Linked DNA regions of Mus musculus: region 2 is linked to region 1. A link is a contact called in public HiChIP or PLAC-seq data. All regions are on one chromosome and are shown on one strand. The core of a region is the stretch at or near the end of the contact, and the rest is flanking DNA. Distances in the headings are between cores, read along the strand shown. Region 1 has its middle 26 kb from the start of Gm33648. Region 2 overlaps Ovol2 (ovo like zinc finger 2).

What was found. HiChIP or PLAC-seq counts read pairs in DNA pulled down with a chosen protein or histone mark.
Region 2: a contact with region 1 is called in an H3K27ac HiChIP or PLAC-seq map of embryonic stem cells, with 2.8 times the contacts expected there. The contact joins two enhancer-like sites. A contact is called at or near these places in 1 of 484 Hi-C or Micro-C datasets (bone marrow-derived macrophages) and 3 of 115 datasets of contacts at active chromatin or transcription factors (embryonic basal ganglia, embryonic stem cells and pancreatic cancer cells).

The regions. Positions count from the first base shown.
Region 1 is chr2:143,885,336-143,892,550 of GRCm38.p6, reverse strand. It overlaps a transcript of Bfsp1 not described here. Among named protein-coding and RNA genes, the nearest start is that of Gm33648, 26 kb to the right of the region's middle. Within about 2 kb of position 2,455, at least 66 of the 459 cell types and tissues checked have an H3K27ac peak or open chromatin away from gene starts, as enhancers often do. A contact at or near this core is called in embryonic stem cells, where this site is marked.
Region 2 is chr2:144,307,647-144,314,861 of GRCm38.p6, reverse strand. All of the region lies in intron 3 of Ovol2 (ovo like zinc finger 2), which reads left to right. Among named protein-coding and RNA genes, the nearest start is that of Ovol2, 21 kb to the left of the region's middle. Within about 2 kb of position 4,366, at least 21 of the 459 cell types and tissues checked have an H3K27ac peak or open chromatin away from gene starts, as enhancers often do. A contact at or near this core is called in embryonic stem cells, where this site is marked.

The DNA of each region.
Region 1 (7,215 bases), core at 1,206-3,705:
CCACATGGAAAGGCACCAGGCACAAACACACACACACACACACACCCACACACACACACAGGTTTGACACCCAGCACCCACATGGAAGGGCACCAGGCACACACACACACACACACACACACACACACACACACACACACAGGTTTGACACCCAACACCCACATGGAAGGGCACCAGGCACACACACACACACACACACACACACACACACACAGGTTTGACACCCAACACCCACATGGAAGGGCACCAGGCACACACACACACACACACACACCCACACACACACACACAGGTTTGACACCCAGCACCCACATGGAAGGGCACCAGGCACACACACACACACACACACACACACACAGAGAGGTTTGACACCCAGCACCCACATGGAAGGGCACCAGGCACACACACACACACACACACACACACACACACACACACACACACACAGGTTTGACACCCAACACCCACATGGAAGGGCACTAGGCATACACACACACGCACGCACGCACGCACGCACGCACATATGTAAGCAAAAACATTCATGCACACAAAATAAAATAAATCTAAAGAATAATAAAACCTAGGTCTTGAATTGCTTTCTCTCATTTGTCTACTTGTTTGAATCCTCTCTGATGTTGCTGAGTTTTAGTGTTTTGGATTGGCTTCCCTGTATTCCAGTGTCTTTGGCTTCAGCTAGGGAGGCCTTCTGGGGGCTGTGGGAGGCATCGCGCTGGGTTTTTTGTGGTTTGTGTTTCTGTGTTGTAATTTGCACATCAGTTGGGATGAGTGTGTGGTTTTTTTTTTCTCATTCTTTTTGTTAGTTTTAATTTATATATAGATCTTCTTAGTGGTTGTCACTTTGACTGCAGGATCCTCACTACGAGTTAGAAGGGACGTACAGGTAGTGATAACTTATTTTCTTTGCTGATAAAATGAGCCAATCCAAGGCAGATTAAAATATACATAAATGCAGGTTTATTGAGAAACTGCTCTTGGGTGGGCCAGGTCACAGGCCCTAAGAGGAAAGAGACCAGACAGAGGGGAGGGGGAAAAAGGAAGAGAAAGTGCTCGTGCAGAGAGAGGAGAAAATGTCTGGATTATACAGGGAAGAGCATCTGTGGGAAGGGCAGCCCAGCCTCTGGGCTGGAGGTTTCAGGATTGAGGGCAGGGTTTTCCAGGTAGGGACTGAGGGATGCTGGGAGAACCCGGAGGCCAGGATTGCTCTGGTATGTAAAGTATGTACCTAGGTCCCTTGTCCTAGGTCTGAAACTAAACAGCAGTAATAGGAATACTGATTAGATCAAACGCAGTGCTGAGACACATCGGAAAAAAGGTTAGAGGCAAAAAGGGGGGCACTTCAGTTACATTTCCAGTAGGGCTAATGTGGTGACTGATCTTAATTACCAACTTAATAGGGTTTACAATGACCAGAGATACAAACCTCTTGGCACGTGGGTGAAAGACTTTTCAAATTAGGATTTTCTAAGCATGGATGGTGCCATACCATTCCTGGTTAGGTGTCCTCCATTGTGTAACAGAAGGAAGTTAGCTGACCACCAACATGCATTCCTCTCTGCTTTCTAACTGTGGGTGAAATGTGACTAGCTCCCTCAACCACTGGATAAGCCAACGTCCCTGCTGCAGTGGACTGCACCCTCAAACTGTGAGCCAAAGAAACTCCTCCCACCCTTGTTCTGACACGCGTTTTCTTACCACAGTAAGAAAAGTCATTGATAAAGTTAGGAAGCAGAAAGTGAGGATACACTGGGCTGTGGTGGCGCACGCCTTTAATCCCAGCATTTGGGAGGCAGAGGCAGGCGGATTTCTTAGTTCAAGGCCAGCCTGGTCTACAGAGCGAGTTCCAGGACAGCCAGGGCTACACAGAGAAACCCTGTCTCGAAAAAAAAAAAAAAGTCAGAATACTTTGATTAGCAATTGGTTAGCAACGCTAGGAAAGGAGGAGTCGGGAAAGAAATGAGACCAAGAAAGGGAAAGCACGTGGGTCACTGGGGAAGGAGCACAGCAGAATGACCGTAAAGCACAAGCTAGCGAGAAAAGACGAAGATGAAGTAAGTCAGCACACAGATGTGAAGACAAAAAAAAAAAAAAAAAGAAAGAAAGAAAGAAAGAAAGAAAGAAAGAAAAGGTACCGAGGAATAAAGAAATAAAGATAAAACAGAGTACAAAACTAGCCAATAGTTCTCTCCCTTGTAGGACAGTCTTCAGGTCTCCAGACTTCACTTTCTAACCGTACTTTACCGAGAACAGCTCTTTGTGCCTCAGGATTTCAAACAGGTTAGACCGGAATGGTTTGTGTGTGGTGCCCTGCTGGGGTTCAAACTGGTTAGACAGGAATGGACTGCGTGCAGACTACCTTCTGTTTCTCTCTTCAGCAGTTGATTTCCCAGGCAGCAGCCAGCCTGGGTTTTATGTTTGTTTGATTGATTGATTGTTTTAATTTTCACTTTTAACCACGTGCGTATGTGTGGATATGCGCATGTGCATGAGGTGCCCATGGAGTCCGGAAGAGGTCGGCAGATCCCCTGGAGCTGGAGTAACAGGCAGTTATGAGCCTTGAACATGGGTGCTAAGAACCTCCTCTGGGAGGGCAGAGCATGTTCTAATTGCTAAGTCATCCTTCCAGCCCCTCGGAGCCCGAGTTTCTATAAGAGTTTCCTAGCTCTAAGCAAAAGTTGCCCCCTGAAGATAATACCTTTCCTGCCAGCCACTGTCTTCTTTGTATGCGGTGTGGTCACATTTTCCTTGCCTGGATATCAATTTTCTTGCGTCTCATGGGTGGCAATAAGGCTGTATTTATCTTTGCGGTTGGTTTTCCTATCTGTCCAGAGTCCAGGCTGCTTTCTTAAGAGTTTCTGTAAGTTTGTTTGTGGGCACTGAGTTTATGTTCGTCAGCTTCTGTCGGTTGTTACATATTTAGTCAGTGGTGGGAAGGGGTGGGGGGAGCCCCACATGGGATGACATGTTACCGGGGAAGCTGGGGGTTCCTTTTTTAGGAAGCTAGTTTTGTTAATGAAATAATATATAAACAAAATTGAAATGAAGCATGAAGCAATTAGAATTTGAGAGGGAGAGGGAAAGAGAGAGAGAGAGAACCCTACAGGGTAGGCACGCTATAAACGTGGGCAGCCGCTGACAGGAGGAAGGACAGAAAAGGGAAGAGAAAGGCATGTAGTTCATAAGCAGCCGCGTGGCACCAGTGTACAGTGAGCAGCGTCAGAGAAGGAATGAGAAGCTCTGGGCACAAAGTGTGCCCAAGTTTGGACGAAGAGATAGGAATAAGAAAAAGAAAGGTCGTGCCTATCTGAGTCAGTTATGCTCAGCAATGTTCACTCTGGCGGCTCTGTAGCTGTCTGTGGGGACTTAATCTCATAAGGGGATAATTATTCCTCCCCTCTCTCCTCAACACAGCGTCAGGAGCCAGGGCATCAGCCTTCCTACCTGGTAATCTCTTGGCCTGGTGATCAAGAAACCTAGCTGGATTAACATTCAAGGAGAAGGAAACAGTTAAGAATGTTCTATCTAATCTGGAGAAGAGATCAGAATGCCATGCCCCTCCCCTGGGCCAGAGGTAGTTTCCATTCTTTTTTTTTTTTTTTTTTTGGTTTTTCGAGACAGGGTTTCTCTGTATAGCCCTGGCTGTCCTGGAACTCACTTTGTAGAGCAGGTTGGCCTCAAACTCAGAAATATGCCTGCCTCTGCTTCCGGAGTGCTGGGATTAAAGGCGTGCGCCACCACACCTGGCCAGTAGTTTCCATTCTTTAGACCACAAGGAAAGAGCATTCCCTTCATGGTCCTCAGCAAAGCCATGGTATCCATCCTTTATGGCCTCCAGTAAATACTTCTGTAACTGTAAGTGTTAGTATTTCTGAATTCTATCTCGTTTCTTGCCGTCTATTTATCTGTGGCATTTCTTTGCGTCACCCTGCCTCTCACTTCTTCCTGCTATCATAGATCCGATATTCTCTTAAACGTGTGCAGGAGAGTTTTTGTCTCTGCTTTACCGTCTTTCTTCTTCCTCTGTAGTCTTTGCAGTTTTATTCTAAAGCTTGGTTAAAGAAGTCTTCTCCGAGGCTGGAGAGATGGCTCAGTGGTTAGAACATTTTGCTATGTAATTGCGAGGACCAGAGTTTGGAACCTCCTGTGAGTGATCCCATGAACACCTGCAACCCTAGCTCCAAGGAGACCTGAGGGAGGAGGGTCCTTGAGGTTGGTTGGCTACCAACTTAGCTGGAAAAAAAATGCAAGCTCCAGGTTTAGCTACAGACCTGGTCTCAAAGGAGTACAGCAGGGAATGATGCAGGAAGACCCTTCCTGGCCTTGGCACACTCGAGTAGATACACTCAACTACACACACATAAGCATATACTACAAAGTTTGGAGCTGAGACGAAAGGATGGACCATCTAGAGACTGCCATATCCAGGGATCCACCCCATAATCAGCTTCCAAACGCTGACACCATTGCATACACTAGCAAGATTTTATCGAAAGGACCCAGATGTAGCTGTCTCTTGTGAGACTATGCCGGGGCCTAGCAAACACAGAAGTGGATGCTCACAGTCAGCTAATGGATGGATCACAGGGCTCCCAATGGAGGAGCTAGAGAAAGTACCCAAGGAGCTAAAGGGATCTGCAACCCTATAGGTGGAACAACATTATGAACTAACCAGTATCCCGGAGCTCTTGACTCTAGCTGCATATGTATCAAAAGATGGCCTAGTCGGCCATCACTGGAAAGAGAGGCCCATTGGACACGCAAACTGTATATGCCCCACCCAGTACAGGTGAACGCCAGGGCCAAAAAATGGGAATGGGTGGGTAGGGAAGTGGGGGGGAGGGTATGGGGGACTTTTGGGATAGCATTGGAAATGTAATTGAGGAAAATATGTAATAAAAAATATTTAAAAAAAAGGAAAGAAAGAAAAAAATAAGCATATACTACCTCTCTCTCTCTTTCACACACACACACACACACACACACTGAATAAACAAACAAGGTCTTCTCTACTACTTAGATTTCACTTAGAATTAGTTTTATATATTATTAGGTAATCTAAATATTTTTCTTAAATGTAGATCTAATTGTCTCAGGATGATTTGTCTAGTCTTTTCCATTGGTGTGAAATATCATTTTTATTGGGCTTTCATCACTTCGTGGAGACAGATACATATATAGTTATACTGTTCACTTTTAAAAAGATATCACCTTAGAAACTGCTCTAGCATGTGCATATTGTCTTAGTCAGTGTTCTATTGCTGTGAAGACACATCATGACCACCACAACTCAAAGAAAACATTTAGTTGGAGCTTGTTTACAGTTCCAGAGGTTTAGTTTATTATCAGCATGCTGGGAAGCATGATGGCAGGTAGGTAGACATGGTGCAGGAGCTGAGATTTCAACATCCGGATCCACAGGCAGCAAGAAAAGAGAGTCACTAGGCCTGGATTAGGCTTCTGTTTTTCTGTTTTTTGTTTTTTGGGTTTTAATTTTATTTATTTAACGTATGAGTGCTCTGCTGCATATATATCCTCCTGCCTGAGGAGGGCATCAGATCCCCCTGTAGCTGGTTTGCGAGCCACCATGTGGTTGCTGGGAACTGAACTCAGCCTTAACCACTAAGCCATCTCACCAGCCCCTGTCTCCTCCCCTGCCCCAGCTTGGGCTTCTTAAACCCCAAAGCCCACCCCCACAGAAACACACTTCCTCCAACAAGGCCACACCCCCTAATCCCTCTAAGTAGTGACTAAACATTGAAAAACAAGGACCTACGGGAGCCATTCTTACTCAAACCACCATACATACATATACATATACATATACATATACATATACATATACATATACATATACATATACATATACATATACATATACATATACATATACATACACATACACATACACATACACATACACATACACATACACATACACATACACATACACATACACATACACATACACATACATATACATATACACGTACATATACATACATACCTATCTACCTATACACACATCTCCTCACAATTTAGGTTAGCATTGTATTACGCAGCTTCATCTTCTGCCCAGTAATATATTTTAAAAATTGTAAGGTCATTTTGAAAGCTATTTATAAAAGTTCTTAGGCATTTTCTCCCATATGAATTTCAGGCTCACTTGTGAAGTTTTATTTTTTAAATGCTGATGATGTTTTGAGGAAGGCAGGAAGAGATGGGTCTGGTAGTTCAGTGTAGGGGCCTGAGAGCAAACCGTTCTAATCCTTGTCTGGAAATGGGAAGGGACTCCGATTGGTTCTCTCCTGGCCAGAGGCTGGGATGACAGGGGGAGCTCTGGTTTCTTATTGTTCTTCTCCCGGATGAGGACCCAGACTGGAGGCTGCACACGAGGGTGTGGAGGAAACGCTCTCCCAGACACCAGTCTGTCTTGGTGAAGAGCTTTGGAGTTGGATTCCTAGATGTTCGTGGTTTAATAACTATACCAATCCAACCTATCTCCTAGACAATCTTACAGTCTCAATTGAAGAGGGTGATACTGAACTCTCAGAGGCTTCTGAGGATGAACACCAGAGTTTGGTTGAAGCTCATAAAGGGGAAACTCATGGGGAAAAAATAATCTACCTCTGGCCCTGGAAGAAGTCATTCTGATTCTAAACGTGAGAATGTTCTATATGTCCATCCTCTCTCTTCAAAGTTAACCTAGCTGTGCCTCTCAATCACCTGACCAAGAGATTACTACTCAGGAAAGGTTGATCCGCCTAATGCTAAGGAGCGGGAGGAATAATTACCCTTAATGGGGTAATGGCCTTATCCTCCCAAGAAACTCTGCCCTCCATGCAGTTACTCACAGAACCACTGCCACATAGTTCTGCTAAGCCAGCCCGATTTCTTAAATTTCTCAGAAAAACATAACTTTTTTCTTCTTCTTTCCATCATCTTGTAAAAAGCCACAGGCATGCTTTTCCAGATGGTCTGGACTTTCTCAGTCTTTCCTTTTTTGGGGGAGTGGGGTTCCGAGACAGGGTTTTTCTGTGCAGCCCTGGCTGTCCTGGAACTCACTCTGTAGACCAAGCTGGCCTCGAACTCAGAAATCCGCCTGCCTCTGCCTCCCAAGTGCTGGGATTAAAGGCGTGTGACTCCATGCCTGGCATTTTTTTTTTTTTTTTGGTTCTCAGTCTTTCCTTGAAGCTTTGA
Region 2 (7,215 bases), core at 3,117-5,616, 420 kb before region 1:
ATTGAGAGGCATCATTTGGCTGCTGCTTTGGGACTAGCAGCAATGAGATGTGGTTTAAGACTAGATTTTGAAGACTTAATGAAAAAAAATCTCAAATTTTAATGTAGATTCCACGTTGAACTGGTAATGTTTAAATAAAGTTTAAACTGTATCGTTTTAGATAATCTCTTTAAGTCCCAGCACTCAGGGTGCAGACCAGGAAGATCTCGGAGAGTTCTAGACAACCTGGTCTACATGTGGAGTCCTAAGCCATCCAGGGAGATTCCGTGAGACCCTGCTTTAAAGAATCTCATCTGTTTCTATTTATTTGTTTACTTATGTTTTGAGGCGGGGTCTTCTGTAATCTCGTCTGGCCTTGAACTCTACCTTCTGCTTTAGTCTCTTGAGTACTGGAATTGTAGGTACATTGCCACTGTACCTGGCTCCTTCGGGAAATTTCTAAGTTTTAAGGTAGTTTGCCCCTTAATTTCTATTGGACAGCACTGTCATAGTTGAAATTGATGCCTAGACATTTTTAGAGTTTTAATGATAACTTTTGCTTTCAAAGTAATAAACAATATGCACTGTGGGAAAGGCGTGAGCCCGTCTCCACACCCAGACTCCTGTGCTAGCCTCCAAAGATTACTGGATCATAAAGAAGAGCTGGGGGCTACATTTATCTTATCTGGTGACAAACATGTAGAGTCACTGACCTGCGCAGGCCATGGAGCTAGGGACTGGAGGGAGGAGATCAGGCCTATGATTGTCTCCTGGTAAAGACATGGAAAACTTTGGGAGGTCTTGGATGTGTTTGTTCATGAGACCCAACCTCACAAGCTCCAAAAGACCATCCTAGACTTTAATGGGAACTTGGTCTTTGCCTTTGGTCGAGCTGTGAACATTAGGGTTTGGCTGCTGACTATTCTAAGTGTTGTATTTAGGTCAGAAACAAAGATATAGACACTCAGCACAAATACAGGAGACAGCTGGGTGAGGGATGTGTTTGCATAGAGTCCAAAAAGACCAAGGCTTACTTAGCGTTTTAAAAATCTGGCAAGAATCCTAGGGACCACCATTAGATGGACAATCAGGCTAATTTTGCCTCTCACCCATACCACCAACAGGATCTCTTAGCATCCCAGCAACTGCGGAGGACATCTAATTAGAGACTCAAAATTCACAGAAAAATTCTTGAAAAAGATTCAGGGAAACCAGAGCCTGAATATGTCTTACATTAATATCCAAACAGATGAAAGAAAAGATTAGGAATCCTTTTCTGGGTATGACTTCACCAAGAAAAAAAGTAACCACAGGATTCTTTGTTCCTATCCCTGTTTCTGTCTCTCTGTGGGGTGTGTGTGTGTGTGTGTGTGTGTGTGTGTGTGTTTGTGTGTGTGTGTCCATCCGGGCAAGGGTGTGATCCAGATGATAGCTCATTAAATATTTGAATAAACCAAGAGGTGCCGAGGAAAAGCCCCATAGCATTTTTTAAATGTATCCATAGCTGGTCATGGTGGTACATGCCTGTGATCTCAAGGAGGAGAAGCCTGAAGGGTTGTGAGTTCCAGGACAGCCTGGCCTAAACAATGATTACTTTTTATTATTTATTTATTTATTTATTTATTTATTGGTTTTTCAAGGCAGGGTTTCTCTGTATAGCCCTGGCTGTCCTGGAACTCACTCTGTAGATCAGGCTGGCCTTGAACTCAGAAATCTGCCTGCCTCTGCCTCCCCCAAGTGCTGAGACTAAAGGTCTGCGCCACCACTGCCCAGCTTAAACAGTGATTTCTAGACAAGCAACAGACACCCCTCCCCACCACAAATACACAAAACCCAACAAGCCGTCATTAACAACATCAACGAAAGCAGTTTTTGTTCTAAATAGTCTTGGGCCCCCGCAAACCGGAAGCAGTTCCCCGTTAGGATGACTTAACGGAAGAGGGTTCCTGAGAGGAACTTGTCAAGCAGTGAGGGCAGCTGGGGTTTAGTGTTGACCTTCAATCTATCCTGTCCACAGTTTGTGGGGGACCTTTCTATACCCATTTCAATCTGACATAGTTGAAGATAGTTTTCACTCCCTGTCATTGGGAAAGGTACTGGCTAGTGCCCAATCCCAGGAGAAGGGGGTGCCTAGGAGCTGGTAGCTGCCAGCCCAAGAAGTGGGTCTGGGGGCGGAGCCAACACTACCTTCCATATACTTCACAGATGTCCCAGTGTCAGGGACAGGATCACAAGGGCCAGACTCACCCACATCGAAGCAGAGAGAGGACCCAGCATCAAAAAAGCCCAAAACATGTATGTTCGTTCAGTTCACAGCCCGAGAAAAGCACTGTGGATCTGTGTTTACAGAACATTCTTTTGGATTTGGGCTTTTTTTACTTAGGCCAGCTAGGGTTACTCCCTAAGAGTGGCTGCCTGTTGGCAGAAATGATTTATTTTGGGGGAGAGAGATCTGTGCGTTTGAGTGAAAAATACTGACGGGGCCGAGGCCTGTGCTAGATCGAAGGGGTATGGCAGCGGGTGGCTGGAACATACGGAGAAGGGAGGGGGAGTGTGTGCAGTAGAGAAATTAACAAAAATAATAATACTGGGCTGGAGAGATGGCTCAGTGGTTAAGAGCACCGACTGCTCTTCCGAAGGTCCTGAGTTCAAATCCCAGCAACCACATGGTGGCTCACAACCATTCGTAATGAGATATGACGCCCTCTTCTGGTGCATCTGAAGAGAGCTACAGTGTACTTAGAGATAATAATAAATAAATCTTTAAAAAAATATACTAGCCAGGCATGGTGGCACACGCCTTTAATCCCAGAACTTGGGAGGCAGAGGCAGGCAAATTTCTGAGTTCAAGGCCAGCCTGGTCTACAAAGTGAGTTCCAGGACAGCCAGGGCTATACAGAGAAACCCTGTCTCGAAAAACTAACCAAAAAAAGAAAACAAAAATACTGGTACAAGCTAGACTCCATACCGAGTGTCCACGCCCACACTACTCAGTATGGTTTGAGGACCACAGCATCACCCGGGAGTTGGTGGGCGTGCACAGTTGCACATTTTGATGCCTCAAAGGTGCCAACCTTGTTGTTGAGGTACAGTATTCATCAAAAGAATTTTTTGTTTTCCTGTTTGGTAAAATGAATGCTTCTGCTGTGGAAGATTTTGGATGACATAAAAAAAAAAAAATAGAAAGAAAGAAAATGATAGCAAGCGTCAGCTACCATAATGGCTGATCAGGCCAAGAGGTTGGTTAGGCCTGGAAAGATGACTCACAGCTCTGAGGGTGTGGTGGCTCATGCCATTAATCCCAGCTCACAGAGGCTGAGGCAGGGGAATTACTGAAGTTCAAGGTCAGCCTGAGCACTTGGTTTTACTGGCAGAGAACCTGGGGTCATTTACACCCACGTGGTATGGTACCATCATCTGTAACTCCTGTAGGGGATTTGATGACACCTTCTGACTTCTGCAGGCACTGCACTCACATGGTGTACATACATACATGTATAAAAATAAATGTTTTTTTGTGTGTGTGTGAGGTTTTTTGTTTGTTTTGAGACACTGTCTCACCACGTAACTCTGGCTGACCTAGAACTTAATAGATAGCCTAGGCTAGCCCCAAACTCCCAGGAACTGAGATTGCCACCATGCTGCCATGACTAAAAATATATACATCGTTTAAAAAAATAAAAATGAGGGCTGGGAGATGGCTCAGAGATTAAAAGCACTGACTGCTCTTCCAGAGGCCCTGAGTTCAATTCCCAGCAACCACATGGTGGATTACAACCATCTGTAATGAGATAGGATGCCCTCTTCTGGTGTGTCTGAAGACAGCTACAGTGTACTCATAAAAATGAAATAACTAAATAAACAAACAAATAAAATTTCAAAAAAAAGAAAAGAAAAGGCTGACTCAAATAGGAAGTCCCAGTGGTTTAAGCCTAAGGACCCCACACTTGATCCCAAGAACCCATGGGGAAAACCAGGTGTGGTTGACCCACCCATAGGGCCTGGGGGTGTAGCTCAGTTGGTGAGTGGCTTGCCTAAGAAGTGCAAATGTATTAATTTAATCTCTAATAGCATATATAACCAGTGTGGAGGCCCTCTCCTGTAGTTCATCAATTGGGAAGTGGAGGCAGGATATTCAAGGTTAGGCTCAGCTACACAGTTGAGGCCAGCCTGAGCTACAGGAAGACATTTAAAAAAAAAAAGCAAAACCCAACAATCCATCCCTCTGGTTGAAGTAAAGAAGGCCCGTGCCTTCCCTGTGGGCTGCGTTCCACAGAGAGAACCCGAGGAATTCCAATTTGAGGTGAGGGCTAGGGAGGGGCTGCCCACAGGACAGGGGGCTTTCTTACCTTATCTTCCATCAGGGGCTATATTGAGAGAGACCAGAAGGCAAACAAACCCCAGCCTGACTAAAGCAGAGAGGACAATGGTGTCTTTGTTTGGGGCCAAGGAGAAAGATTGCCTGGATTGGGAAAAATGCAGATCAGAAGTTTAAGGCAGGGCTGCTAGCCTAAGAACCCTGGAATCCACTCCCCACAGCCCAGCTCACCTGTGGTGTCGCCTCATCCGTGGTTTCATTTAGATTTTAACTTACATATTTGTTTTTACCTAAAAAGATAATAATATATTTACGTGGGGGGTGGGGCGGGATGGTGGAAAATGAGATTTAAAAAACAAAACAAAACACCCAAGATTCTTTTCCAGCCCCAGTTTGCTTCTGAAAGTGATTTGCCATTTATTCTTTGTTTGTTTTTTGTCCTGGAAGCTTCGAAGGCACATGGCTGCTCTCCTGGGAAGGAGACCCTGGCTTGCTTGGTGTCTGCATTGTGGAACCTCACTCCTTTTCCTCATTGTCCATGTAATACGAAACCATGACAAATCCCATCACAGAGGCACAGTCCTTTCCTAGTTCCCAGAAGTCTTTGCTTCCATTTTCAGGTTGTTTTCTGTTTTATTTAATTCTGACCACCATGAATTTTCTTGCATATCCTTTGCCCACCCATGCAAGTCTATCTCTGATGTAACCTCCCACAGGTGAACTTACTAGGCCAAAGGGCAGGAGCACTCTGGGTTTCACAGGCATTGCCTCTTTGCCTTCCTAGAGGCGGCCCTCAGTGTCTTCTCCCACCAGGAGGCCAGTGTCAGAGCTTCTTGTTGGAGTTCACAGTTGGCTCAAAATCAGGAAAGGAACATTTGACCCAGAGGAAGGAAAGCAATCAGAAAGTTCCAGAAGTGGGGACTTTACCTGGAGATGTGGGATTTGAAATTCAGCTTAGTGTTGGGAATAAACAAACACACACACACAAAAAGAATGAAAAACTCAAAAGTCTTTGTTGACAACACCCCAGAAGAACATATATATGTGTGTATGTATATAATCTATATACACATGTATATATGAATGTATGTATATGTGTGTGTATATGTATGTACGCATGCATGTATGTATATATGAATGAACTAGGTAATAAAGGTGTCGGATAGAAAATTCAAAATGGGGACTGGAGAGATGGCTCAGCGGCTAAGAGCAGTGACTGTTCTTCTAGAGATCCTGAGTTCAAATCCCAGCAACCACAAGGAGGCTCACAGCCATCTGTAACAAGACCCGATCCCCTCTTCTGGTGTCTGAAGACAGCTACAGTGTATTTACATACAATAAATAAAATAAATCTTAAAAAAGAAAAGAAAAAATTCAAAAGAGCAGGCAGTGAGGGATGGCTCAGCCAGCCTCCTAGGGACCATTTTTTAAAATCCTTTTTTGTTGTGAAATACAGAATTCATAACAAAAGGTATAGGTGGAAGACAAATCCTGAGTACTTAGGGATAGGGCAGGCAGGGGACCCTGCTTCCATTGTGTTGAGCTGGATTCTAAACACCGAGATCCTAGCGCCCTGAGACTTAGTGTTTGCCAGCTCTTGTGCCTGTGATAGCTCAGTTAATCCTCAGAGCAGCCCTCCTGGGTGTGAGAACTATCTGCATTTCGTGGGTGAGGCGATTGAGCGGTATCGGGAGTTAACAGATTGACCACGGACTCCGTTAATGAGTGGCAGATGGGCAGTGCTGTGCTTCCCAGTGGCCTTGGACTTTGGAACCCAGGTAGGTGTCAGTAGGTTAATTTATGTCTGGTAGCAGATGGTGCTTTTGGTTCCCAACCAACCTGTTCTTTTGACTAGGGTAAGATTGGTTTTTGTTAGAGAGGGAGGTGATGGGCGTGGCCTCGGTGTTGTGGGTGGGGCTTAGATCCTCTTTACACAGGTCTATCTCTATTCCCTTGAAGGTGTGGAGACTGGATTTTATTCATTCAAGCCCAGGAAGAAGCTTTTTTGACAAAACTGTCTGTCTGCCAGGAGTGAGATTATAGTCAGAAGAGGAAGCAGGAACACTGGGGCAGGGAACAGGTTTATAAGGTAGAGATGTTATAACTAGAGCTTTTATGGTCTGTCTCCTTCTGTGTCTATATCATGAAGTACCTACCCATCCTCAAAACCAGACTCCGTGCCTATACTATATCCTTTTAATGAAAAAACCTCTTAGTCAGCCCCTTTCTTTACTGGCCAGGTGATGATGTGGGCCCCTGAAATCTCTTAACCTTCTTAGACCTTGCTGGGTGCTCTGCCCATAGAAGATATGTGCAGAGTATGCATTAAATACTGCAGGGAAGGCTGATCTCTGGGTCACCTGCTGGTCTCTGGGTCACCCCAGGAATAAATAGGAAGCTCTATGTCAAGAGTCAGAAGTGTTCATTTCTCAGATATGTATATATGCAGTTGAGTATCATACAGCCATAAAAAATGAAATTATGTCACCTCATTTGAAGTAAGATAAGTGACTCAGACATATTGTTTGTGTCTCTCATGTAGAACCTAGGTTTTGTTTGTTTGTTTGTTTGTTTGTTTTTGTTTTAAGTAGAAAGTGGACCATTAAAGTGGAGGAAGTTGGGGCTGGAGAGATGGCTCAGCGGGTAAGAGCGCTGACTGCTCTTCTGAAGGTCCTGAGTTCAAATCCCAGAAACCACATGGTGGCTCACAACCACCCATAATGAGATCTGACACCCTCTTTTGGTGCGACTGAAGACAGCTACAGTGTACTTATTTATAATAATAAATAAATCTTTGGGCCAGATCGAGCAGGGTTGACCTAAATTCAATTCCCAACAACCAGATGAAGGTTCACAACTATCTGTACAGCTAGTGTGTGCTCATATACATAAAATAAATCTTTGAGAGAGAGTGGGGG